Linked DNA regions of Mus musculus: region 1 is linked to region 2. Evidence: chromatin contacts called from public Hi-C data. All regions are on one chromosome and are shown on one strand. Each heading gives the region's core, a stretch centred on a gene start, on an enhancer-like site or on the middle of the called end of the contact. The rest is flanking DNA. Distances are from core to core; before and after follow the strand shown. Region 1 has its middle 24 kb from the start of Ldc1. Region 2 has its middle 34 kb from the start of Ptp4a2.

Region 1 (4,457 bases), core at 1,295-3,794, 410 kb after region 2:
AGGGAGAGGGAGAGGGAGAGGGAGAGGGAGAGGGAGAGGGAGAGGGAGAGGGAGAGGGAGAGGGAGAGGGAGAGGGAGAGGGAGAGGGAGCGCTAGCTCTCATGCTCACGAGCCAGCTGAGCAGCTGCAGTTTATCTCTCTGCCTCCGGTTCCTGTGACCAGCTGTCTTGAGTTCCTGTCACCCGCCTTCCCTGCAAGTGATGGGCGATAGCCTCAAACCCTGAGCCAGAACAACCCTCCCTTCCTCAACGCCGCTTTTGTTTTGTCACAGCAAGAAAACATCGAAATTGTACAAACCCAAAACCATATCCAAAAAAAGGAAGTTGGGGTGATGTTTTCTCTTTGGGGACAGGGGTGAGAACCTGGGGGGAATACAGGGAGAGCCTCTTCGGCAAATGGTAGTGGCCAGGCTTTGGCTTTAGACATGAGCCACTACCCGGCGCCTTGTTTTACACGGTATTTTATTTATTTATTTATTTATTTATTTATTTATTTTAAAGATTTTTTTAAAAAAAGATTTTGTTTTAAGCATGTGTGTGCATGTGTGCATTCATGTATGCATGTGCTTGTGTGTCTGCTTCAATATTTTCAGGTATCCCTGGAGGTCAATAAAGGGCCTTAGATCCTTTGGAGCTAGAATTACAGGCAGCCGTGAACTGCCTGACGGGAGCTGGAGACCAAGCTCAGAGCCACTGGAAGAGCGTGCCTTAACCACTGAGTCATCTTCCCATGGCGCCTTTGTTTGTTTGTGTTTGGTTTGGTTTGGTTTGGTTTGGTTTGGTTTGGTTTGGTTTGGTTTGGTTTGGTTTGGTTTTTCAAGACAGAGTTTCTCCATGTAGCCCTGGCTGTCCTGGAACTCACTCTGTAGACCAGGCTGTCCTCAAACTCTGAAATCTGCCTGCCTCTGCCTCTGGAGTGCTGGAATTAAAGGTATATGGTACCACCGCCTGGCTTCTATGGTGGCTTTTAATCAGTGTGGTTTCTTGCATTTGTGCTGTATTTAAGCATAAAACCGATCTGGGGACTAGGAAGATGGCTCAGTGGATAAAGGCACTCGCTGCCAAACCTGACCTCAATTTGATTCCCTGAAGCCACAGGATGGAAGGAGAGAGCCAACTCTCCCAGGCTGTCCTCTGATCGCCACATGCATGCCATGGTATGTGCCCACCCCTTACTCCCCCACCCCCTAGTCCCTCACCTCTGACAAAGTAAACAAATAAATATAAATTAATGTTTAAAATTTTTAAATTTCACTGTAGAGTTTAAGTATTTTACTTTTTAAAGCTTGATTTTTTATTTATGTGTATGAGTGTGTGTGTGTGTGTGTGTGTGTGTGTGTGTGTACTACCTGCATAGGGATGCCAGCAGAGGTCAGAATAGGATGTTCCTGGAGTAGAAGTTATAGGGAGACTTGTAAGTCACCTGATGTGGGCTCTGGGATCTGAATTCAGGTCCCTGCAAGAGCAACATAGGGTCTTAACTGCTGAGTCACCTGTCCAGTCCTTGGATTTTGTTTTAAGGAGAACCTTCCAGACTACTTATTAAACACGCAGACTCCTGGTCTCACCTCCCAGAGATGATCCAGTGGGTCTGAATGAAGATCAGCTTTAAGCAACTAAGATGTTTGACGACAACAATAGCGTCTAACTTTGGGGGAAGTTATATAAGAATTTCAGGTATTTCCCTCTTTTTACAAAGCTCCCATTGCTGTGTGGATGCCGTGTATATGCCGGTAACCCCAACAGTCAGGAGACTGAGGCAGGAGGCTAATGAGTTCCACGTCTCCTCTTTGACCTCCTAGGTCAGCCCAGACCTGTCAGCCTCTCTGGTCAGTGCTTCTGGGCCAGCCTCCTCCCCAGCCTATGAGCTGTCTTCTGTATCCTCTGATTCCATCTGTGCGTCACCTTCTCGGGCACTCCCTGAATTCCCTTCGTCATCCAGCACGTTCTATCATTCTCTAGTTTATCTCCTTATCTACTTCCTGTCTCCCTCCACTCCCACAAGGATGCCCTTGCAAAAGAGCTGTGATCTCTCTTGTTCCCTTCCTGACTAACCCTGGGGCCCACGGCAATGTGGCAAAGAGTAAGTGCTCAGTAAGCATTATGAATGAATGAAGTAGGCAAGGACAAATGACTACTGAGAATCGTCTCTCTAGACTATTAGCGCCTCAGAAGGTGTGGGGTGGGGTTGCAAAAGAAAAAGAGGAAAGGGGGGTGGTGCTGCAATGGATCAACGTGTCTTGCCACCAATTCTGGTTTCAGGATTTCGATCCCCACAACTCCACAAAGGTTGGAAGAGAAGGGAACCAACTCTTGGAAGTTATCCTTTGGTTGCCACGTGGTCATCGTGGCAAGAGTGTGTCCCCTGGAAACACACTCACACACATACAAAATAAACGAAGGTTTAAAGGGGCGGGGACGGGTGAGAGGCGGGGATGGTGGTGGTGGAGACTCATTTGGCCTTTGATAACTGGAGTTCAGAAACCCAATGGGAGCTCAACCCAGGCGCAATGCCGATCACGGCCAGTAGGTGGTAGAAAGGCACCGTGGCTGAAGCATAGACTAAGCAGGGCACCTAGCACCTGGGTTGATCCTGAGCCATGTTTGCTGTGCTCAGACCTCGCTGAAGAGTGGGACCCACCGAGGACGGTAGACTTTAATCCCTGGCTTTCGTACTGGCGAGGGGACCCAGGGAAAGCTGCTTCTACATGTGGGTAGGAAAAAGTCCCGAGGACTTCCGGGGTCGTGGGTGGAGTCGGGATCTGCAGAGATCCCGGGCCACCTCAAGTGTCAGGCATCTCCCAGTCTTTGTACCTCCATCAACCTCCACCCACTCTGTACCTGTGCCCACGGCAGGACACGGATGAGGACAAACCGACAGCTCTCTGACTCCAGCTGTCCTTGCACAACCCGCAGCGGTGCGCAGGCGAATCCTCTCCCAGCCTTGTTCTGGCTGTGTGCCTGCTCCCTTCTGGGAACAAGAAGCTCCTCCTGCCCTCTTCTCTTCGTGATGGCCTTGGTACTTGAATCACTGGGAAGCGAATCTGAGGAAAATTCAGCCTGCTGGCTCCAGTGCTCTACACAGGCTTCGATGCATCACTCGCCCTCCACCCTGCCCTGCTTGGCTTGAGGGCTAACCCGCTTCCCGCCTGGCTTCTAAGCCTTCTTTCTCTTCCTTGACGGATTTTGCTCTTGGAATTCAGAGCATGATTTCTCACCCTAAAATGAACCCTCCCTCTTCCTTTGGTCCCCGTCTTCCTGCAGCCTTCCCTTCCGTTTCTGCTACAGTACATCTCCCTGAGGAGCTGTCCGTGCTGGGCTCCCTCACACTCCTTGGACCCCAGAAGCCCATCAGTGGCCTCCGCCTCATCTTGTTTTTTCCCTCACCTCATCTCGTTTCTTTCATCAGCAGCCTTGGATACAGCCGAGCATCCTTTTCTTCTTTTTCTACTGCTGATGTCCTTGACCCAGAACTGTGGAGGCCACCCAATATTGTCCCCTCTCGTTCTCTCATCTTGACCTCTCCTTAGAAACTGGTTCTTGTAGGGTGTAGGGCCCTCCAAACTTGTTGAAGCAGAGCCTTGATTTCCACCCACCCAACCCCCATTCCCCACCCTAGCCATGAAAGGGCAGCCCTGGCCCTAAACCTTGAAGTCCGATTTTGTTGTTGTTGTTGTTGTTTTGTTTTGTTTTTCGAGATAGGGTTTCTCTTGTATAGCCCTGGCTGTCCTGGAACTCACTTTGTAGACCAGGCTGGCCTCGAACTCAGAAATCCGCCTGCCTCTGCCTTTGCTGGGATTAAAGGCTTGCACCACCATGCCCGGCTTGAAGTCCGATTTTACTTCCTCTTATACCCATCTGTCGGGCTGCCTGGCGGTGTTACTGCTGCTCAGAGGAGGCCGATTGCAGTCCGTGACGGGGTCTCCAGGCATCTTTCTCTATCGTTCTCCAAGGAAGCAGAAGGGATGAATTTCGAGGATCTCTGGTCTAGCCTGAACGAAAGGTTCCAAGGGGCTCTGGTCTGGCATGAAAGCCTGTGCAAGTAGCCTGGGTCTCTCCCGCTACTGCTACCATCCAGCAGCGCCAGTGCCAGAGGCAGCAGTGGTGGAAGGTGGCGAGTAGCATGCAGTCCGGAACCACAGCAGGAGCTGTGAGGCAAGCCAGAGGCAGGAAGTACGATGGACAGCGAGAAAGGCGAGAAGTAGCACCCGGCCCAGGGAGCGCCAGCAGTGGCGGTCAGGAGCACTGAGCCCAGCTTGCAGGCAGATCCAAGGTCCAGCAATGAAGGCTTCAGAATGCTTCCGGAGAGAAAACTGATCCAGTGTGTCACAGCTCAGTAAAACAGATACTCTCCGATGACTCTTGGTGAAATAACTCGTGCACTTTATTCCATGTAGATGGGGACATGATAAACATTTTGGGAGGAGGGTGTGAACCGGGAGTAAATGCTTCCCAATA
Region 2 (4,408 bases), core at 180-2,679:
AAATGAAACAAGATTTTTATTTGTCTTAGTTAAGGTTGCTATTGTGCTGATAGAACACCATGACCAAAGCAACTCAGGGAGGAAAAGGCAGAGACAGATGGATCTCTATGAGTGTGAGGCCAGCCTTGTCTACATAGATAAGATAGCTCTGACTCCAGGAAAGAGCTATGGAATAGAGAGATCCTGTCTCAAAAGACAAACAACATCATCAACAACAAAAAAATGTACTTTATTTTGTGTATATAAATGCTTTGCCTGCATGTGTGTGTGGTATACTATATGCATGCCTGGTACCCAGAAAGCCCAGAATAGGGTATCGGATCTCCTGGAATTGTGATCCTGAGCCAGCATGTGGGTGTTGGGAATCCTCCAGGGAACCTGGAGGAGCAGCCTGTGCTCTTAACCACTGAGCCATCTCTCCAGTCCACACAAAGGTAACGATTTCATGATTAGAATGACTGTGTCTTCTTGCAACCTGCTTTCTACTGTCCACACCCCTGACCACCAGACCTCTTTACTAGTCAAGAAAGCTGTCTTTTTTTTTTTTCTCTTAATGGTTATTAAAGAGCATCTAGGAGCCCCTGCTTTCTAGCAGATAATGTTCACACTGGCTTGCAGCCACTGGGTTTAGTCTAGGTAAAGCAAGACCATGATCTATCTGAGAGCTGGTTTCTGATCTCCTGATGCTGGCTGGCATCAGGCGCTCAGACTGCAGGGATGACAGTCAACGGGAAATCAGCCTTTGAGGATAACCTTGGCTTGTTGGAATACAGGAGTTATTTAGCTAAATGGCACTGAAATATTATTCCCACTAGAGGGCACTGGTGAGCCATTTAGCGTTTCCACCAGGCTCACGGAAACTCTTCCCTGTAAGAAAGGTTACTGCCTGAAGCAACCTCCCAGATGACTAGGCAACCAAGTAAACTCTCCTATTCCAGAAGAGTGATGATGTATCAGAGGAAATCTGGTTAAACACACTACAAGGACAACATAAGAGAAAATAAAATCAAGGTATCTAGCCCCCCTATGTAAATACCTTAGTAATATTTTTCTTTCTTTCTTTCTTTCTTTCTTTCTTTCTTTCTTTCTTTCTTTCTTTCTTTCTTTTTTTTTTCTTTCTTTTTTTTTTTTTTTTTGGTTTTTTGAGACAGGATTTCTCTGTATAGCCCTGGCTGTCCTGGAACTCACTTTGTAGACCAGGCTGGCCTCGAACTCAGAAATCCACCTGCCTCTGCCTCCCGAGTGCTGGGATTAAAGGCATGCGCCACCACGCCCAGCTAGTAATATTTTTCATGTACATTATAGAACCTTCTAACAATATGGGAAAATACACGGAAGAGAAAATCACCTGATGTGTTGTGACCTGAGACTCGCACCAGTCATGGGTTTGACTATCTTTTTGAAACCTGCTTTTTCATTTGGAGACTATGCTGTGGGTTTCTATCCCTGTCAATATCTTTAACATTAGAAGCCTCAGGACAGGTCTTACATATATGCTTCATACTTCTTTTTCTACTCAAGTAGCTCCAAAGACAGAGAAAAATGAATGTTTGGGAGGGCAGGTGCTCTGCGAGGCTGGGTGGGGCTAGAGTGTAAAAACAGGAAGAAGCTATTTGGGTTTTTTTTTTGTTTTTTTTGTTTTTTGTTTTTTAAAAAAGATTTATTTATTATTTTATCTAAGTACACGGTAGCTGTCTTCAGATGCACCAGAAGAGGACGTCAGATCTCATTACGGATGGTTGTGAGCCACCATGTGGTTGCTGGGATTTGAACTCAGGACCTTTGGAAGAGCAGTCGGTGCTCTTAACCGCTGAGCCATCTCTCCAGCCCGGAAGCTATTTGTTATGTTACATTTTTTACCTTAAATCTTTTTTTCAGACAAACGCTATGTTCTACAACATAACATCTTGAGTTCCAGTTCATGCTTATTTTTATTTAAAAATACTGTGGCCTGGGATGGCAAGATGGCTTAAGCCATACCTGGTGTCCTGAGTTTGATCCCCTGAACCCGTACAGTGGAAGACAGAAGTGCAGTCTGGAAAGTCATCCTGTGACTATTGCGTGCATACAGAGACATGTGGGTGCCCCGTCACCCCACCAGACATGCACGGGCACACACAAAGCATATTTATGTATGTGTGTGTGTGTGTGTGTGTGTGTGTGTGCATATATATATATATATATACACACACACACACACACACACACACACACACACATATATATATATATATATATATATATATATATATATATATATAGTATCTAGATCTCACTATGTAGACCTAGCTGTCTTGGAGTGCACAGAGATCTGCCTGCCTTTGTCTCATGAGTGCAGAAACTAAGATGTGCTTCTATGCCTGACATTTTTTTTTTTTTTTTTTTTTGGTTTTTCGAGACAGGGTTTCTCTGTGTAGCCCTGGCTGTCCTGGAACTCACTTTGTAGACCAGGATGGCCTCGAACTCAGAAATCCGCCTGCCTCTGCCTTCCGAGTGCTGGGATCAAAGGCATGCGCCACCACTCCCAGCGCCTGACATATTTTTTTTAATTTGTATTAATGTTTATCTATTTATAATATTTATTGGCTTTTGAGACACAAGCTCTCTACATAGCCCTGGCTGTCCTAGGACTTGCTATGTGGACCAGGCTGGCCTCAAACGCAGAGAAATCTGCCTGCCATTCTCTCTGGAGTGCTGGGATTAAAGGCGTGCCTAACTATTTATTTTAATTTTATGTGTATGAGTTATTTTGTTTTGTATTGATTTCTTTTGAGACAGGGTTTCTCTGTGTAGTTTTGGATTTCCTGGAGCTCACTCTGTAGACCAGGCTGGCCTCAAAATCAGAGATCCACCTGCCTCTGCCTCCCAAGCACTGGGATTAAAGGTGTGCACTGTCATGCCAGGCTGTTTTTTGTTTTTAAAAAATGTGAGCCAGGTGGTGGTGGTGGCATACGCCTTTAATCCCAGCACTTGGGAGGCAGAGGCAGGCGGATTTCTGAGTTCGAGGACAGCCTGGTCTACAGAGTGAGTTCCAGGACAGCCAGGGCTACATAGAAAAAAAAATGTGTATGGGTGATTTGCTGCCTGCATGTATGTATGTGCAGCACATGTGTGCCTGGTCCCTGCTAAGGCCAATAGAGGGCATCATATACAATTGTGAGCTTCTATGTTGGTGCTAGAAATTAAACCTGGGTCTTCTGCAAGAACAGCTAATGCTCTTAACCACTGAGTACGAGTCCCATGTTCATACATGTATGTATGTATGTATGCATGCCACATATGTGTCTGGTGCCCACAGAGGCCAGAAGAAGGCATCAGATCCCCTAAATCTAGAGTTATGAAGAGTTGTGAGCTGTCATGTGGGTGCTGGGAACTGAACCAAGGTCCCTTGCAAGAGCAACAACTGTTCTTAACCACTGAATTGTCTCTTTAGACCACACCCAGCATGATACTTAAAAAATTAAATACTGTATTTTTTCTCCTCCATATCTTTTGTTTGTTTGTTTGTTTCATTTTTATTTTTTCAGGCAAGGTCTCATTGGCCTTGATCTCATTGTGTAGCTAAGGACAGTCTGGTCTTGAACTCCCACTTCTACCTTTCTAAGGTGGGATGTACAGGAGGGTGCCACTGCACCAATCATCCTCCCTATCTCTGTGACATTTTACGATACAGACAAAGCAAGGGACAGTGTTGAACATTTAAATCACCTGCAGTTTTTCCTTCCTACCAACACTAATGCAGTGACTGTCCTTAGGCCTGTGTATTTTCTCTAGTCTGATGAGATCATTAGAATGGAGCTCTAGAACTTTCCTTTGTTCCTTGCCGCTTTTGAAAACCTGATACCAATGAGTTGAAAAGGTAATAAGAGGGAAAAGTGTGTCCCTTTAGGCTTCTTTTTCTTGTAATTGCTGGGCCCTACCAGAGAACTGGTTCTAGCCTTGGGCCTCGCCTTTCTGCACTGGCCACATGGCTCCTCTGCCCTCGGAGCTCCCATCCACCCTTACCTCTCTGAGTCTTTGATCGGTGCTGTTATCATCTTACAGAGGAGGGATCCATCACTGTGAATCCAGGTGTTTGGACCGGGGTCCAAAGCTTGTAATTGGATGTTTGGGTGTCTGGATCACTGAGCCCAGTTTCATGAGCAGAGAGAGAGCTCAGCAGTAAACCTTGTTGTGACTGTGTGTAGCCTAAAGTCTTCTCCTGGCCGCCCAAAACAAAAACACAAACAGCAGTCGGCTATTTTAAGTTTAAGGAGGACTGGTCTGGAGGTGATTTATGAGCAAAAAGAAGTCTCCTGGAGCCTGAGAGGAGAAGTAATTAGTCTCGTGAGGAATGTGGAAGCTGCGTGTCTCGCCCTTTCTGTTTCTTTCACTCTGGGAAACCGTGACCCCCCCGGGCTCTCACTCT

What was found. A called contact is a pair of places that touch in the nucleus more often than the background predicts.
Region 1: a contact with region 2 is called in a Hi-C map of the G1E-ER4 cell line, with 2.8 times the contacts expected there. The contact joins two enhancer-like sites. A contact is called at or near these places in 3 of 15 datasets of contacts at CTCF or cohesin (the NIH/3T3 cell line and large pre-B cells), 25 of 484 Hi-C or Micro-C datasets (B cells, the C2C12 cell line, the G1E-ER4 cell line and 14 more), 7 of 115 datasets of contacts at active chromatin or transcription factors (T-cell acute lymphoblastic leukemia, astrocytes, craniofacial prominence and 4 more) and 1 of 9 other capture datasets (embryonic stem cells).

The regions. Positions count from the first base shown.
Region 1 is chr4:130,196,562-130,201,018 of GRCm38.p6, forward strand. No RefSeq gene overlaps it. Among named protein-coding and RNA genes, the nearest start is that of Ldc1, 24 kb to the right of the region's middle. Within about 2 kb of position 2,545, at least 54 of the 459 cell types and tissues checked have an H3K27ac peak or open chromatin away from gene starts, as enhancers often do. A contact at or near this core is called in the G1E-ER4 cell line and cortical neurons, where this site is marked.
Region 2 is chr4:129,784,537-129,788,944 of GRCm38.p6, forward strand. No RefSeq gene overlaps it. Among named protein-coding and RNA genes, the nearest start is that of Ptp4a2, 34 kb to the right of the region's middle. Within about 2 kb of position 1,430, at least 17 of the 459 cell types and tissues checked have an H3K27ac peak or open chromatin away from gene starts, as enhancers often do. A contact at or near this core is called in the G1E-ER4 cell line and cortical neurons, where this site is marked.